Linked DNA regions of Mus musculus: region 1 is linked to region 2. Evidence: chromatin contacts called from public HiChIP or PLAC-seq data. All regions are on one chromosome and are shown on one strand. The core of a region is the stretch at or near the end of the contact, and the rest is flanking DNA. Distances in the headings are between cores, read along the strand shown. Region 1 holds the start of Sprr1a (small proline-rich protein 1A). Region 2 holds the start of Lor (loricrin).

Region 1 (7,051 bases), core at 2,295-4,794, 400 kb before region 2:
CCTTCCTTCCTTCCTTCCTTCCTTCCTTCCTTCCTTCCTTCCTTCCTTCCTTCCTTCCTTCCATCCTTCCTTCCCTCCCTCCTCTAATCATTCACCCAAGCTTCAATTCTACAATTGCCAATCACTGAGCAAATACTATACACCAGGCAGCATATTTCTGTGAATGAGAACCAGTGCTTTTGGGACAGAGTCAAAGGATAATTTTGACTCAGGTTCACAACAGGTGATCTAGCTGTGCAACTAGCAAGTGCTTCAAAAACATTTAGATGGGTTTGCAGAGGGGAGGGAACAGAGGTGTGGGAAGAAGAGGCATCATCACAGCTGAGTTTTAAGATAATTTAGATGTCCTGAAGGTCACACCCTTTAACAGATAGTGTTTGGAATGTGGTTCTGAATCAGTGATGTTAGTCTCATGTTATGTTGATCAGAAGAAGTTGCTGGTGCCAAGTCTAAAGGAGTGCTTATTCATGTGACTTCCGAACACAGAAGTCTCTGTGATAGGAAGGATCTTCAGAAAATGACCATCATAAAGGGATTGTACTTCTTGGCAGGTGTCACCCTAGCCATGCCACTATGCTATCTTAAAACCCCATCTTGAGTAATATCAACTAAATTCAAAATAGTCCTGTTTTTAAAGTTAAACTATTTTTTAAATTATCCCCAACATCCCCCTTCCCTGGGGCATTGAGTCTCTACAGGATTAGGCCTGTCCTCTCCCAATGAGGCCAGACAAGGCAGTCCTTTATTACATATGTACCAGGGGCCATGGACCAGCCCATGTATACTCTTCAGTTGGTGGCTTAGTCTCTGGCAGCTCATAGGGGTCTGGGTAAATTGATACTCTTGATTTTCCTATGGGGTTTCCATCCTCTATGGCTATTTCAATCTTTGCCCTAACTCTTTCATAGGGGTCCCTGACATCAGTCCAATGATTGACTTTAAGTATCTGCATCTGTTTCAGTCAGCTGCTGGTAGAGACTCTCAGAGGACAGCCATGTTAGGTTCCTGTCTGCAAACACAAAATTGAATACTATTCAGCTTCTAAAAATGAGGACATCATGAATTTTGCCGACAAATGGATAGAACTAGAAAATATCCTGAGATAACCCAGACCCAAAAGGCATAGTATGTACTCACTGATAAGTGTGTATTAGCTAGTACAGAATACCCATGATACAACTCAGAAATCGTGAGAAGTTTAAGAAAAAGGAAGGCCCAAGTGAGGATGCTTAAATCCCATTTAAAAGTAGGGAGGAAATAATTATCGGAGGCAGAGTTATGGGACCTGGGTGAGAGAGGGGAGGGTAAAGGGTAAAGTGAGGGAGGAGATTAGGTATGGAGACAGGAGAATGAATGGAAATAAGCAGCTGTGGGGGCTGTGGATGAGGATGGGGGGGGGTTAAGAGGTGTTAACCTTTAGAAAGTTCCAGAGACCTGGGATGTGAGAGGCTCCCAGGATTCACTGAGGATGACCATAGCCAAAATGCCCAACAGTGTGGGATGAAAACTGAAGGGACCACTTCCAATAGATAGAAAGGGCTTCTAGTGGAGGGATGGATTCACCAAACTACCTATAAAAATTTTAACCCAGAATTATTCCTGACTGAAAGATATGCTGGAACAAAAATGGAGTAGAGATTGAAGGACCAAACGCCCAAAACTTGGGGTCCATCCCATGGGCAGGCACCAAACCTTGGCACTATTACTGATGCCTTGTTGTGCTCAAAAACAGTCTTTGGGGCCTAGAGAGATGACTCAATGGTTAAAATCACTTGCTGCTCTTGCAGAAGACTTAGGTTCAGTTTTCAGCACCCACATCCTGTCACACCACTGTCCCTAATGTAAGTTACATGGACTCTTCCACCTTCTTCAGACATCCATGGTCGCTGCTTACATTTCATGAAGGTAATGCACTCATTCACATTAAATAAATAAACCTAAAATTTTCATTTTTAGCATCATGGCCTCTTCCTTCCTCTCTCAGACTCTGACTAACTGGAGGTTTCATGAACTATAGTATTTTCCTGCCTTCTTTGAATCAGGGTTACCCTTGAGGGCTCTGAAGGCCATTTCTGTGCCTGTTCAAATAACAATATTCCCATGGTAATATATGTTTCTTCTTCATATTTCTTCTTCATTCTGACAAATACTAACAGACTGTCTAATATGTGTCTGTCATTTCTGTCCCAGAAGCTCTCTGCAGATGAAGCTACTTCCCATGCTAAATGTGGAATGCCTCTGAGGGAGACACTGCATCATTTTCAACACTGGGATTTATGGCTTAAGAAACCTTCTGGGGCCAGTGATATGGGCCAGTGGTTAAAAGCATTGACTGCTCTTCCAGAGGTCCTAAGTTCAATTCCCAGAAACCACATAGTGCCTCATAATCATATGTAATGACATCTGATTTCCTGTTTGTATGTGTGCTAAGATAGAACACACACACACACACACACACACACACACAAAGATTTTAATATCAACACTTTCCAGACCAGCTATTTGAGTATTTTTTAATTCTTCTGTATGCTAATTAATAGCTCTTCTACCTTTTTCAGATCTAGAAATAACTACTGTTTATCCCCAGAACCTTATAAAGACATAGTAGTCTTACTGTTACTTCACAGATTCATCTTGTTAACATCTGAGGGCCCCACCACAAGACAGGCCAGGCCTCTTTCTGGCTCCTCACAAAGGCAGCCAAACCTCCACTGTTTTCCTTGGATGAAGGTGGTTACAAAAGGCTTCTAGGTTTTCAGGTGTGGGGAAGAATTCAACTGGGCTAGAAAAGAGGAAGCAGCCACAACCTGATGGTTGGGTGGAGTGGGAGAAAAGGTTACCCTGGAAAAACGATCAGCTTTAGCAGTTGGAAATTTGAGAAACAGGTTGTGGGGAGAGGGGGAAGGTGTGGCAAGGAAGCAAAGCAGGTTTTCCCAGGTTAGGGACCAGCCAGAAAGGGGTGTGGCTGGGGGTGGTATGCACATAATCTTTAATGTGTATAGTTCCATGGAGTTGGGAGAAAATGTAAGACATGTGCATAAAGTTATAAATCATCCAAACAGTTATCAGAGTCTATAATCCATTATTTCTGTATTTCCAGAACACAGCTTCACTAAGAGATAGCAAGCATCCACCCCATGCCCCCTTTCCTCTTCACTTTACTTTTTTACATTCACACAGTATTTTGCCACACAGAATACCAGGACCAGCCAGCCAACTTAAGGAAGACAGCAGGTGTCAGGACCACTTCAACCCTCCTCCATGCCAGCTCATTAACCCTCTCACAACACAAGCATGACACCTGGGCCTGAGGAGGAGGGTGACAGAGAACCCAGGTGACATCATTGTCAAACTGTCAGTGTCATTATATCAGCTGGGTGGTTTCCATAACTAAAGCTGAGTCAGAGGGTGAACTAGGGGAGGAGGGTGAGTCATAGGTGACTGGTAAGAAAGGAAAACAGAGCATCTGGGCCAAGTGTGTTTCCTGGAGGTGTTCTTCTTATAAAAAGCCAGCTGCCCAATGCCTGCACACAGAATCCACACCAACAGAGAACCTGCTCTTCTCTGAGTATTAGGTAAGTCTCTGCTTGCAACTGATTTGAAATTCTTGCTTATTTTTTTACTATGAAAAACTGTTCAAAGCCAACTCTATTACAGAGTTGATGTGGGGTGCTGCCTACAGTTAGTGAACAGTAGCATTGTTTGCTTAAATTATAGCACATTTTGGGTCTAGGAACTTGAGAGGTGATTCAGTTGGTCACTGTAGTAGACAGCCTTGGAATCAGAGATTAAGGCAAAAGGAAACCTCCATTCAAATATTCATGGAAGTTCACAGCTGGAGACAGGTTAAGGCTTCAGTCCAGATAGCTTTCAGAATTATTGCAGTTCTTACTGATAGGCATATCAATAGCGAAATTTAATTTATTAGAGGAATCTACTAAAGTAAATTTTTAGGCCAATATAGAACATACCATACTTGTAGTCTGGCAGAGAAGGTGACATATGAAATTGAAATGCGATTCATAGACAGTGGTAGTGAAAGAAATAATGGTGGGGAGGGGCTGTGCAGGGGAGGCATGGCTCAAGGACAGCACTTAGTGGTAGCACACACCATGAACTATGATGGAAAAGCATTTGATAGGCAGAGACAGAAATGTAGGAAATGTGTAGGGATCCATGAGAGCATAAACTAAAAGGGCAAAAGCATATGAGCATGGACTAACATGCAGCCACTCTGCAAGTTATACTATGATCTATTTCACAAGGAGGTTGGTATGCTGCTGTCTTTGGGTGACACCGCTTTCCAGATGTCCTGGTGTGTAGGTTCACAAGCCTCTCAGAAGCCATACTTTATTGCTTTTTAAGACGTATTATTAATATTTTGGCTAGCATATGGTTTAGTGTGAGAGTTTTATATGCATATGTCATTATACTTTGCTCATTTATGTCTTGGAACTTCTTCAACTAGGTAGAAAACATGACCAGGGAGAATGAGAGTAAGGAAAGAACCCACTGAGACAGACAAGAGCAAACCATACTTCTGCTAATCATGTTTAAAAGTCCAGAAATGATCATACCATATTTTATTTTCAAGTGTGGAAGTCAGCATGGAGAGGGGCTCTTTTTCTCTAAAGGGGCCTGAAATTAAATTGACTTGATGTTGAGGTTACCTTCTCTTTCAATGAATCACTAAATTGTCTTTTCTGTTTCCAGGACCAAGTGCTATCTAACCATGAGTTCCCACCAGCAGAAGCAGCCCTGCACTGTACCTCCTCAGCTGCACCAGCAGCAGGTGAAGCAGCCTTGCCAGCCACCACCCCAGGAACCTTGTGCCCCCAAAACCAAGGATCCCTGCCACCCTGTTCCTGAGCCCTGCAACCCCAAGGGGCCAGAGCCCTGCCACCCCAAGGCACCCGAGCCCTGCCACCCCAAGGCACCTGAGCCCTGCAACCCCAAGGTGCCAGAGCCCTGCCAGCCTAAGGTGCCAGAGCCCTGCCAGCCTAAGGTGCCAGAGCCCTGCAACCCCAAGGTGCCAGAGCCCTGCCAACCTAAGGCACCAGAGCCTTGCCACCCCAAGGCGCCTGAGCCCTGCCACCCTGTTGTTCCCGAGCCCTGCCCCTCAACTGTCACTCCATCACCATACCAGCAGAAGACAAAGCAGAAGTAATATTGTCCAGAGCCATGCCTGAAGACCTGATCACCAGATGCTGAGGCTGCTGTCTATCCTGCTTATGAGTCCCATTGCCTTGTGCTACCAATGCTGTGACCTTCAATCTTAATCCCTCTCTCCTTGCACCACCTAAAAAGTTGACTCTCATCCTCATCTTCAAGGGCTCCTGAGCCTCTTAACATTGCCCAAAGTCATATTGAATGGCTACACTTTTCATGGCTCAGGATTCATCTGAAGGGGGTGAGGAGTGAGACAAGTGTATGGTCAATATTTTCCCCCCATTAAATGCCATTTAACTCCATACTTTGTTGTGTATGTATCAGTGGCTGCCTGAACTATCATTACTTTCTCAGTATGAAGGAGGAACTAGCACAACAAAAACTGGTCAGTGGGTCTATAGCTAAAAGTTGCCTAAAGATGCCTAATTTTGTGATTGAGTATGTGGGATGGGTGTGTATGTGTGTGTGTGTGTGTGTGTGTGTGTGTGTGTGTGCATGTTCATATAGTTATAATATATACAGAACAGACTGTTACAAAAGTATTTAAGGCCACGTGGTGTCTATTTCTTTGGGAAGCCAAGGGGTTTTCTTCTTTCACCCAAGTGGATCACATCCAAAGGTGTTTGATACATATTTTGACACATCACTGACTGTAAAGTCTTTGTTCCAGATTATTTTGATTCTGTTCAGTTGATTCTCTTAAAACTGTTTCAAAGAAAACAGTGCTAGTGTATTCAACCTGCATATTTATTTTTCATCCATCTTTCCTTTTTGATATCCACAACATATGGTGCCAAAATTGAGGTTCGGACCTCAAACAAGAGACAAATCCTTCCCACAGACATTGAAACACATATCCACATAGTTAGATCTCCAAAAATTATGCAACATGACTCCAACCACATCACTTCAGTCATTCCCCTTTGAGTACCACTGAGTGCCCACTGAGGATAGTGCCTGCCCTAAGAGTAACCTGAGAAAAATGGTCCTGTCTTCTCTATGTAAACATCCTTTCCTATCCCCCTCTGTCCTCCTCACATTTATATACATTGTCCATTATTGTACTTTTTACTTCTCTATGTAAATCTTAAGAGAAAATGAATTAAATGGAAAGGGTTAAGGAAAAGTGTCAACAGGCTTCAGAAGACAGATTAGTACAGATAAGACAAAAATCATAAAGTTGAGTGTGAGTGGGTTAGTAGGAAATAAATATTGGAACAAGGGAGTGTTGAAAAGTTTCTTGTTCATGTTCCAGATAACTGACATGGGGTGATAATTATTAAAGGTAACCAAGAAATAGAATTTCTTATTTGTTGTACCCAAATCTATGGCTCATGTCTCTAGTTTATTCTACTGACCCTCTTTCACCTTTCCCTGATAATCAGAGTGACTGCATTCATGAAACTGACTAAAGAAGTCAAGAAGAAATTTCAGAGGGGCTTCAGTGTTTCCTGAGATGTGTCTAACAGTACCTGTGGGGTGTACATGGGATCCAAATTTGGAAAATGCTCAGAGATACTTGGGAAGCAAAAGACAAAAATTGATTGCCAAGGATTTGTAAGTTAGGCAGCTGGCAATCTGGTAGAGAAAATGTCATCACATGTGTGTACATGTGGTGAGGTGATTTTAAATCATGGCTTGTTACCAGGATGGAAAATGTCATTAGTATCTCTAGGAACAGTCATCGTTGGCAGACCTTGTGTCAAGATACTGGACAGAACACTACCTTTCAGATGTATAAGGGAAAAAGACTTTGAGGGTTGAGCAAAATCAATCAAATTCTTTACTCTTTGGGAGGCTGAGGCAGAAACATTAAAAAGGATTATAAATACATATAGGATTATCAATTCATTCTGGCCAGCCTCAAAAAAATTAAGTGAAA
Region 2 (7,668 bases), core at 1,280-3,779:
TCATTGCAGATATGCAAACTAAAGCTATAGGGAGATTTACATGTCATTTTAGTCAGAGTGATTTTCAATAAGAAGGAAGGAAGTATAAGCAAAATGGCTAGGATTTGAAGGGGTTTAGAACACTAACAATGCTAATGAACATTTAAATAAGTCCATCCACTACAGAATCAATGTGGAGATTTCTCAGAATATGAAAAAACACAACTTGCATATGGCAGAGCTATATCACTTTTGGGTATACACCCAACAGAATCAAGTCAACTCATGCCAGAGTTGCCTGTATACATGAGTTTATTGCATCACAATAGCCAGGCTATGGAACCAGCACAGGTGTTGGTTAGACAAGAAAATGTGGCACGTGTGCACAATGGAATTTTATTCAGCCTCAAAGGAGAATAAAATATATCTGTTACAGGAAAATGAAAACTAGAGATCATTATGTTAAGCAAAATAAGCTAGTCTCACAAACATAAATGTCTTATGTCTCTGACATCTGGAATCTGTGGAGGGGAACAAAAGGACACTAAAGTGAAAGGGGTCTATTAGGGACTTGGAAGGAGAAAGATGGCGAGGAGGCAAGAAAGAATGATAGTAGGAATGAATATGATCAAATTATATTATAGGTATGTATAGAAAAATAATAAGCTGCTTATTTTGTATAATACATAAGTCACTTTTAATAAAAATCAAAACATTTCATTTAACACATGAGTATGAAAGCACTTTTCAGCTCAGATTATGTATATGTATAATAAATGATACATAAACACAAAAAAGGAAGGAAGGCTATAATTTTTTAATTACAAACTTCTCTTGCCCAAAATAACCTACCGACTTCATGCTAACTTGACTTTTCCTTCAGCTTGGTGAGTGCATTGTAGTGGGTCGATGTGGTCCACAGCTCAGTGCTAAGAGCCTCAGTTCAAACTTGTTCCCATGTTGCCTGACTAAACAAAATAACTCCTACCCATGGCAATCAAAAGAAATTTAAAAGAAGGTGCTGTTTCCTTCCAAAGCCACCATGGTGTCTCAGCTTCAAGTTGAGAAGCCTGCCCTCTCCAAAAGATCCTGGCTTTTCTCCCTAGTATATCCTCCATGAACAGGAACACCCAGGATCCTCCTTGGATCACCTGAGTTCATACTGTCCAAACTGAAACAAGTGGCACAAGTTTCTGAGAGCCAAAGTCTAATCAGGATCGTTTAGATCATTAATGCTCCCCCATAATTAAGACAATTTCTGATTAGAATTATTCTTTCAACACAGCTGGGTGGAACAAGGTTCAACAGTGGTATCTTAATAGCAACTGAGTTCCAATGATGAAAGAAAGGAAAAACACTATGTTCTTCATACACAGAGGGGGGCTGCTCTTGGCCCTAGGGTCATCAGAGAACTGAGTAAATCTTATAGGAAAATAGTTAAGATGTCTTCACACACCTTCTTTCCAATAGGGTTCAAGGGCAGGCATGATTGGAAGGAAAAGTGTTCTGTCATGTGAGAAAAGAGCAAAAGTATTAATATCACATACTATGTAGTACATTCATATTTCATAACTTCCATTTTCATGTTTCTGTGAAATAAATTATAGGATTCCTGCTTGGTAGACCAAATGGGGATCAGACAGCTCAACAATGAACAAGTACTCAGTAACTGCCCTGTTGGTGGCATTGCATGAACTACTGTGGCTTTGCCCATGGTGACATAGCTTGAAAATAGTAATGGAAAGACCTGAACCCAACTGAGATCTCTAAGTCCATTCCACTCTATGGTGGCATCTCAGAGGTCAGAGTCACTGTGCAGCACCATAGGACATCAGAATCAAAGGGTCATGGTGAAAAGGCTGCCAGGGTCTGTCTTGTTAGTTCTCACCTTTGTAAGTAAAGTCAGTAGTCAGTAACAAAGATCAAAACACCTGCTCTCACAAGGAATAACTTAAAGTAGACTAAAGTCATGCTAGTTACAGTGCTGTCTTTTCCGTGGTACCATCCCAAACTGGGAGCTGGGGACTCATGAACTCTCACAACCAATAAAGTAAGCAGAACAGAAGCAACCCAATGAAGTGTTCATGAAACTGGAATGGAGAAATTGTGGCATAAGAGAGATGGATTCTAAAATTTCGAGAATTTCCAAGATAATGAAATCAAAACCAAACATCAAAATTGGAAAGATACAACTGAACTAGCTTCTATGTCTTAGACAATGTCTTAGATCTCTAGATTCCGTAAGGCTGCTTCACAAGTCTGCAACCTAATCCTCTAGAATAGCCCTCTGGTTATGGCACGCAACCTATACAGAAGTTTTGAAAACAATTTCTGCCATCCACACTGCTGGCCATCTCTAATGACCAACCTGCTCACTGTTACATCAGAGAAGTGGCCAGTCATACACCAAACTGCCTATCCCTATCCCAAGAATTTGAAATCTTCATGAATGGGTCAATCCTTCCCCTGCAATCACAGGGAGGAGGTGCCTGATCAATAGATGAGTCAGAGCAGGACAAGAGTATAAAACACAGGAGCACCAGTGTCCCTCACATCAGCATCACCTCCTTCCCTCACTCATCTTCCCTGGTGCTTCAGGTAAGTGTGGGCTCTCCTGGCTGTCTGGTCTCTCCAGTTGGCCGTGCTCAGCTTGCAGAGAGGTTAAGGAACAGAGCCTTTCTCCCCTTTGGAAGGTACTCTGTTCAAATTGAGAAGGGCTTTAGGAAAGCACTGGGAGAGTGGTAAGCTGGTGCTGGGCAGATGATGTGTCTGGTCTTCTGGGCAGAATGTTAAAACTTCACAAAGATATGACTATCTCCTACTTCTCTGGCACCCTGGGAGCTGAGGGTTAGAATACTGGATGACTGCAGTGGCAGGCCTCCATGGGCTGGATGAACCTTTTGAACCTGCCAGAAGTGGCTGAATACACTATCAGGAAGGGAGAGGGACGATAAGTCATAGAATGGTGCTGATGGGAGATTTGAGAAGCCACAAAAACCCAAGCTCTGCTTTATGAGGGCAGATGTTCTGACAGATAAATGACTTGTGAGGTGCTGAACTACACAGCTTCCTATTAGCTACAGCTAATTGGAGTCTACCAAATTTAGACTCCTGCATATTCTCAAAAAGATGTCTACTTTCTTCTGGTTAGATGTACTGGTCCAAAAGGTTCAGAGTTCTTCCATTTGTTTGCAGACAGGACCACAGTAGAGCTGTCTTGTCTAATAATTGGCCCTTGGAGGATATCCTCACTCAATAGGACAGATCAAGAGTTTAAACTAAGGACTTTATGCAGGAAATGCTAATGTCCAAACAAATCTTTTCTTATTGTGCTGGGAGTGGATAAAATCCACGTGGAATTTTTGCAACTTTCTACTGAATTTAAAGAATCAGCACTGGGACTTGGGAGCACCCTTAGACATGGAGTGTTTATTAATGGAAGATCAAAAGCAGGTGGGAATGTGGGGGTTCTGCTTCCCAAATCACATAGTAGAAGAAAGGCAGAGTTGAGGGAAAAGGGGGTCACTATTAACGGGACTTTTGAAGAGCTAACCAGTCCAGGAATGGAGTCCAGACACCTAGTCTGCATAAAGCTAGTAGTCAGAAGTATGTTGGCATGGATGCATCTGCCACCTTCACAGCGTCCTCTTGCTGCTGTTGGTCTAATGTTGCTCTTCTGCTCTTCTTCCAGGGTAACCCTTCTCCTTAAACAAGATGTCTCACCAGAAAAAGCAGCCCACTCCCTGCCCTCCTGTGGGTTGTGGAAAGACCTCTGGTGGAGGAGGAGGCGGCGGCGGCGGCGGCGGCGGCGGCTATTATAGCGGTGGCGGCTCTGGCTGCGGAGGCGGCTCATCTGGAGGAGGCTCTAGCTGTGGAGGCGGAGGCGGTGGTTCCTATGGAGGTGGTTCCAGCTGCGGCGGTGGAGGCGGCTCCGGTGGGGGCGTCAAGTACTCCGGAGGCGGCGGTGGCTCTAGCTGCGGCGGCGGCTACTCCGGAGGCGGTGGTGGCTCTAGCTGCGGCGGTGGCTACTCTGGGGGCGGCGGCGGCTCCAGCTGCGGAGGTGGCTACTCCGGAGGCGGCGGCGGCTCCAGCTGCGGCGGCGGCAGCTACTCCGGGGGTGGCTCCAGCTGTGGAGGCGGTGGCGGCTCTGGTGGGGGCGTCAAGTACTCCGGAGGTGGTGGCGGCGGCGGCTCTAGCTGCGGCGGCGGCTCCTCCGGGGGTGGCGGCGGCGGCTCCAGCTGCGGAGGCGGATCAGGAGGCGGCGGCTCCTACTGCGGAGGCTCCTCTGGAGGCGGCAGCTCCGGTGGCTGCGGCGGCGGTTCCGGAGGCGGCAAGTACTCTGGTGGCGGCGGTGGCTCCAGCTGCGGAGGCGGCTATTCCGGCGGCGGTGGAAGCAGCGGCGGCTCTAGCTGTGGCGGCGGCTACTCAGGTGGCGGTGGATCCAGCTGCGGCGGCGGCGGCGGCTATTCCGGTGGCGGCGGCAGCAGCTGCGGAGGTGGTTCCTCCGGTGGCGGCGGCGGCGGATCGTCCCAACAGTATCAGTGCCAGAGCTACGGAGGCGGTTCTAGCGGTGGCTCCAGCTGCGGCGGCCGTTACTCCGGGGGCGGAGGCTCCAGCTGCGGTGGCGGCTACTCCGGGGGCGGAGGCTCTAGCTGCGGAGGCGGCTCCTCTGGTGGTGGCTCCAGTTGCGGCGGCAGCGGCGGCGGCGGCTATTCCGGTGGTGGCGGTGGCAGCTGCGGCGGCGGCTCCTCTGGCGGCGGAGGGGGCTATTACTCCTCTCAGCAGACCAGTCAGACCTCCTGCGCCCCCCAGCAGAGCTACGGAGGGGGCTCTTCCGGAGGAGGTGGTAGCTGTGGAGGTGGCTCCTCTGGCGGCGGTGGCGGCGGTGGCTGCTACTCCAGCGGTGGTGGCGGCAGCAGCGGTGGCTGCGGTGGAGGCTACTCCGGAGGCGGCGGTGGCTGTGGCGGCGGCTCTTCCGGGGGCAGCGGCGGTGGCTGCGGAGGTGGCTCTTCCGGAGGCAGCGGCGGTGGCTGCGGAGGAGGCTACTCCGGAGGCGGAGGCGGTGGCTCCAGCTGCGGAGGCGGCTCCTCTGGTGGCGGCTCTGGAGGTGGCAAGGGTGTGCCAGTCTGCCACCAGACCCAGCAGAAGCAGGCGCCTACCTGGCCGTGCAAGTAAGGTCACCGGGTTGCAACGGAGACAACAGAGCTGGAAGAGTTCTCCGTGGGCGCCGATGGGCTTAACTTTCTCATGAATTTGCCTGAGGTTTCCAAACCCTTCACATTTTAAGCGCCCCTTCCCCCAGAAGAAGCCATTGAGTCGCTCAAGGTGTATCCTGTTCTGCAGATTTTTCATCTTGGTTTCTGAATGACTACCTCCCAATTCTAGTGTCTCCTCAGTCAATAAATTTGCTATTCATGAGAATCTCTGAGTTTGCTGTAGTCTTTGTAGCTTGCAAATTTACTCAGTTCATTCTGTGTTTGCTTTTTCCATTCATTAGTTCACATTTAAATTCACTGAACAAGTGTTCTATCCCAAGGTGGGGGAGTAGATAGATGGAATGGGGCAAAGGATGACCAAGGTTGTGAACAGTCTGGGGTGTGGCTTAAAAATCATGAGATGGTCCTCAAACACCAAGAAAAGTCTTCACTGGACATCCTACACATCACTGAAATTGGGCCTGCGCAGGCAATTTCTAGCAGTGCAGAGTTCACTCTCCAAGTTCTGGAAGCAGGATGGCTCTCAGATTAGGTTAGCTACCAGAGGTCCAAGTCCATTGACATGTTCTGACCTAAGAAGAAGGACATTCACCCCTGAACAAAAGACCCCTGCCCATGCGATCTTCCGGAACACTATAACTACTTTCCTTACTCATGACCCATGATAGAGCTTTGAGGCAAAGATACAAACCCTCTATGTCTTCTCAAGATTGCCAGTTCTTCATTAAGCCTGATACCTTCTTACCAGCGCAGCTCTCCTGAATACTGATAAAGTCTGGTTTTGTTAGTCTGTTAGAAAAATATTATATCAGATAATCAAGATCCTCTACAGTGTGTGAGACAGTTTACTGAGCATCTATAGAGATAGAAGGCAGCCCTCTTGAAGGATTGAACGCGTAGCTTTCGTCCAATTTGAGAAGGTACATCGTAAGTATTTAAGATGCTTAACATCAGTATCACAGAGGTCACTGGAAACATTAGGGGCCTCCTGATTAGCAAGCATAAAGCTAGAGTTGCTCAAAGGCATGTGTAACAACCATCCCCTGGCCAGATCCTGTTTTACAGTCAGATTTTATCAGCTTTAGGTAAATGCTAACTTACTGACTTACTCAAGTTAATTTTGCTATACTAAAAAGCCAATGTGCCTTCCTACATTTAGCTAATGATAGAAATAAAAAGATTTCATCTCACTCTTCCATTTGGAGTCATCACTACCTTCATCATTTGCATCAGAGATAGAGCATGCCAAGTAGCAACCTCAGTGACACAGTAGTCTTACCACCACATTTTTATGGATTAAATGTATTTTTTTTTAGCATGGTTATATGTGCATATAATACACTCTGATTACTCACTTCCCTATCCTTTCTTACTCCTCCCCATCCCAACCTGTATCAATCCTTACCTTCCCTACAATTCCCTTTACCATGTTTTTGTTAGTTTTGTTGGTTTGTTTTGTGACCCACTGAGCTAACCAGGGCCATCTGTATGACCATGGGTTTGGATTCTGATGGAATCCCACTGGGTACACAACTGAAACTAGTGACTCCCCTTCACAGAATCTATCAGTAGACAATAATTCAACAGGGAATGGTGGGGCTCTCTCCATCCTTGGCTAACTGTTGACAGGACAGTCTTGTGCAGGCCTAGTGCAGACAACCATAGTTGCTGTGAGCTCATGTTTGCAATGGCTGTGTTATACATAGGAGATAGTATTTTGGAGCCATTATCCATGTCTGGCTCTTATATTCCACCTTCTCTTTTAGGATGTTCCTTGAGTCTTTGAGGAATGTTTTGGTTAGAACCGAGTGCTCAGTTGTCATTTATTTTCAGAATCTTGAGCATCAAAGGATACATAAGATATTATATTATAGGATACTAAATTTTTGTACAGATTTTTCATATACCCTTCATATTGGTTAACCATAATCCCCAATTTTTCTCTCCTCTAACACTCCACTGCTCCCATACCAGATGAAACCTTTCAACTCCATGTATTTTCCCTCTTTGCTTTCATTTTATCTATATTGTATGATCTCAACTCCCTTAATCTATCTCACTACCAATAACCCTTTTCTAAACTGGTAGCCTACAACTTTAGTTCCAGTACTTGATGCAGAAGTAGATGGAGCAATGTGAACTCATGCTCAGCCTGGTCTATGGAATGGGTTACAAGCCAGCCCGGACTATGTAATAGGACCCTGTCTCAAAAACAACTAAACCAAACAAACAAACAAACAAAGAACAAACAAACAAACAAACCAAAAATCTCAACCATTTCTAGTTTTTCTAGTTTTTACTTGAACATCAAGTTAAGCATAACTAAAGTTTCAAAAATAGGATCCATATATATGTGAGAACATATTGCATTTCTTTTTGTGGACCTCTATTCCTGAGATGACTTAACCCACTTCATTTTAGAACAGACAGTCATACTAGGTCTTAAGATTCAGTTTCTTAATGAAGCAGGCAA

The links. HiChIP or PLAC-seq counts read pairs in DNA pulled down with a chosen protein or histone mark.
Region 1: an HNF4G HiChIP or PLAC-seq map of pancreatic cancer cells shows a contact between it and region 2. The contact joins the promoter of Sprr1a here to the promoter of Lor in region 2. A contact is called at or near these places in 2 of 39 promoter capture datasets (cranial neural crest and hippocampal neurons) and 2 of 115 datasets of contacts at active chromatin or transcription factors (pancreatic cancer cells and stem cell-derived neural progenitor cells).

What each region holds. Positions count from the first base shown.
Region 1 is chr3:92,482,374-92,489,424 of GRCm38.p6, reverse strand. It overlaps Sprr1a (small proline-rich protein 1A), which reads left to right and starts at 3,544. Exons shown (of 2, transcript NM_009264.2): 1 at 3,544-3,575; 2 at 4,714-5,471. The coding sequence starts at 4,733. The coding sequence ends at 5,167.
Region 2 is chr3:92,078,003-92,085,670 of GRCm38.p6, reverse strand. It overlaps Lor (loricrin), which reads left to right and starts at 2,529. Exons shown (of 2, transcript NM_008508.2): 1 at 2,529-2,577; 2 at 3,671-5,400. The coding sequence starts at 3,694. The coding sequence ends at 5,154.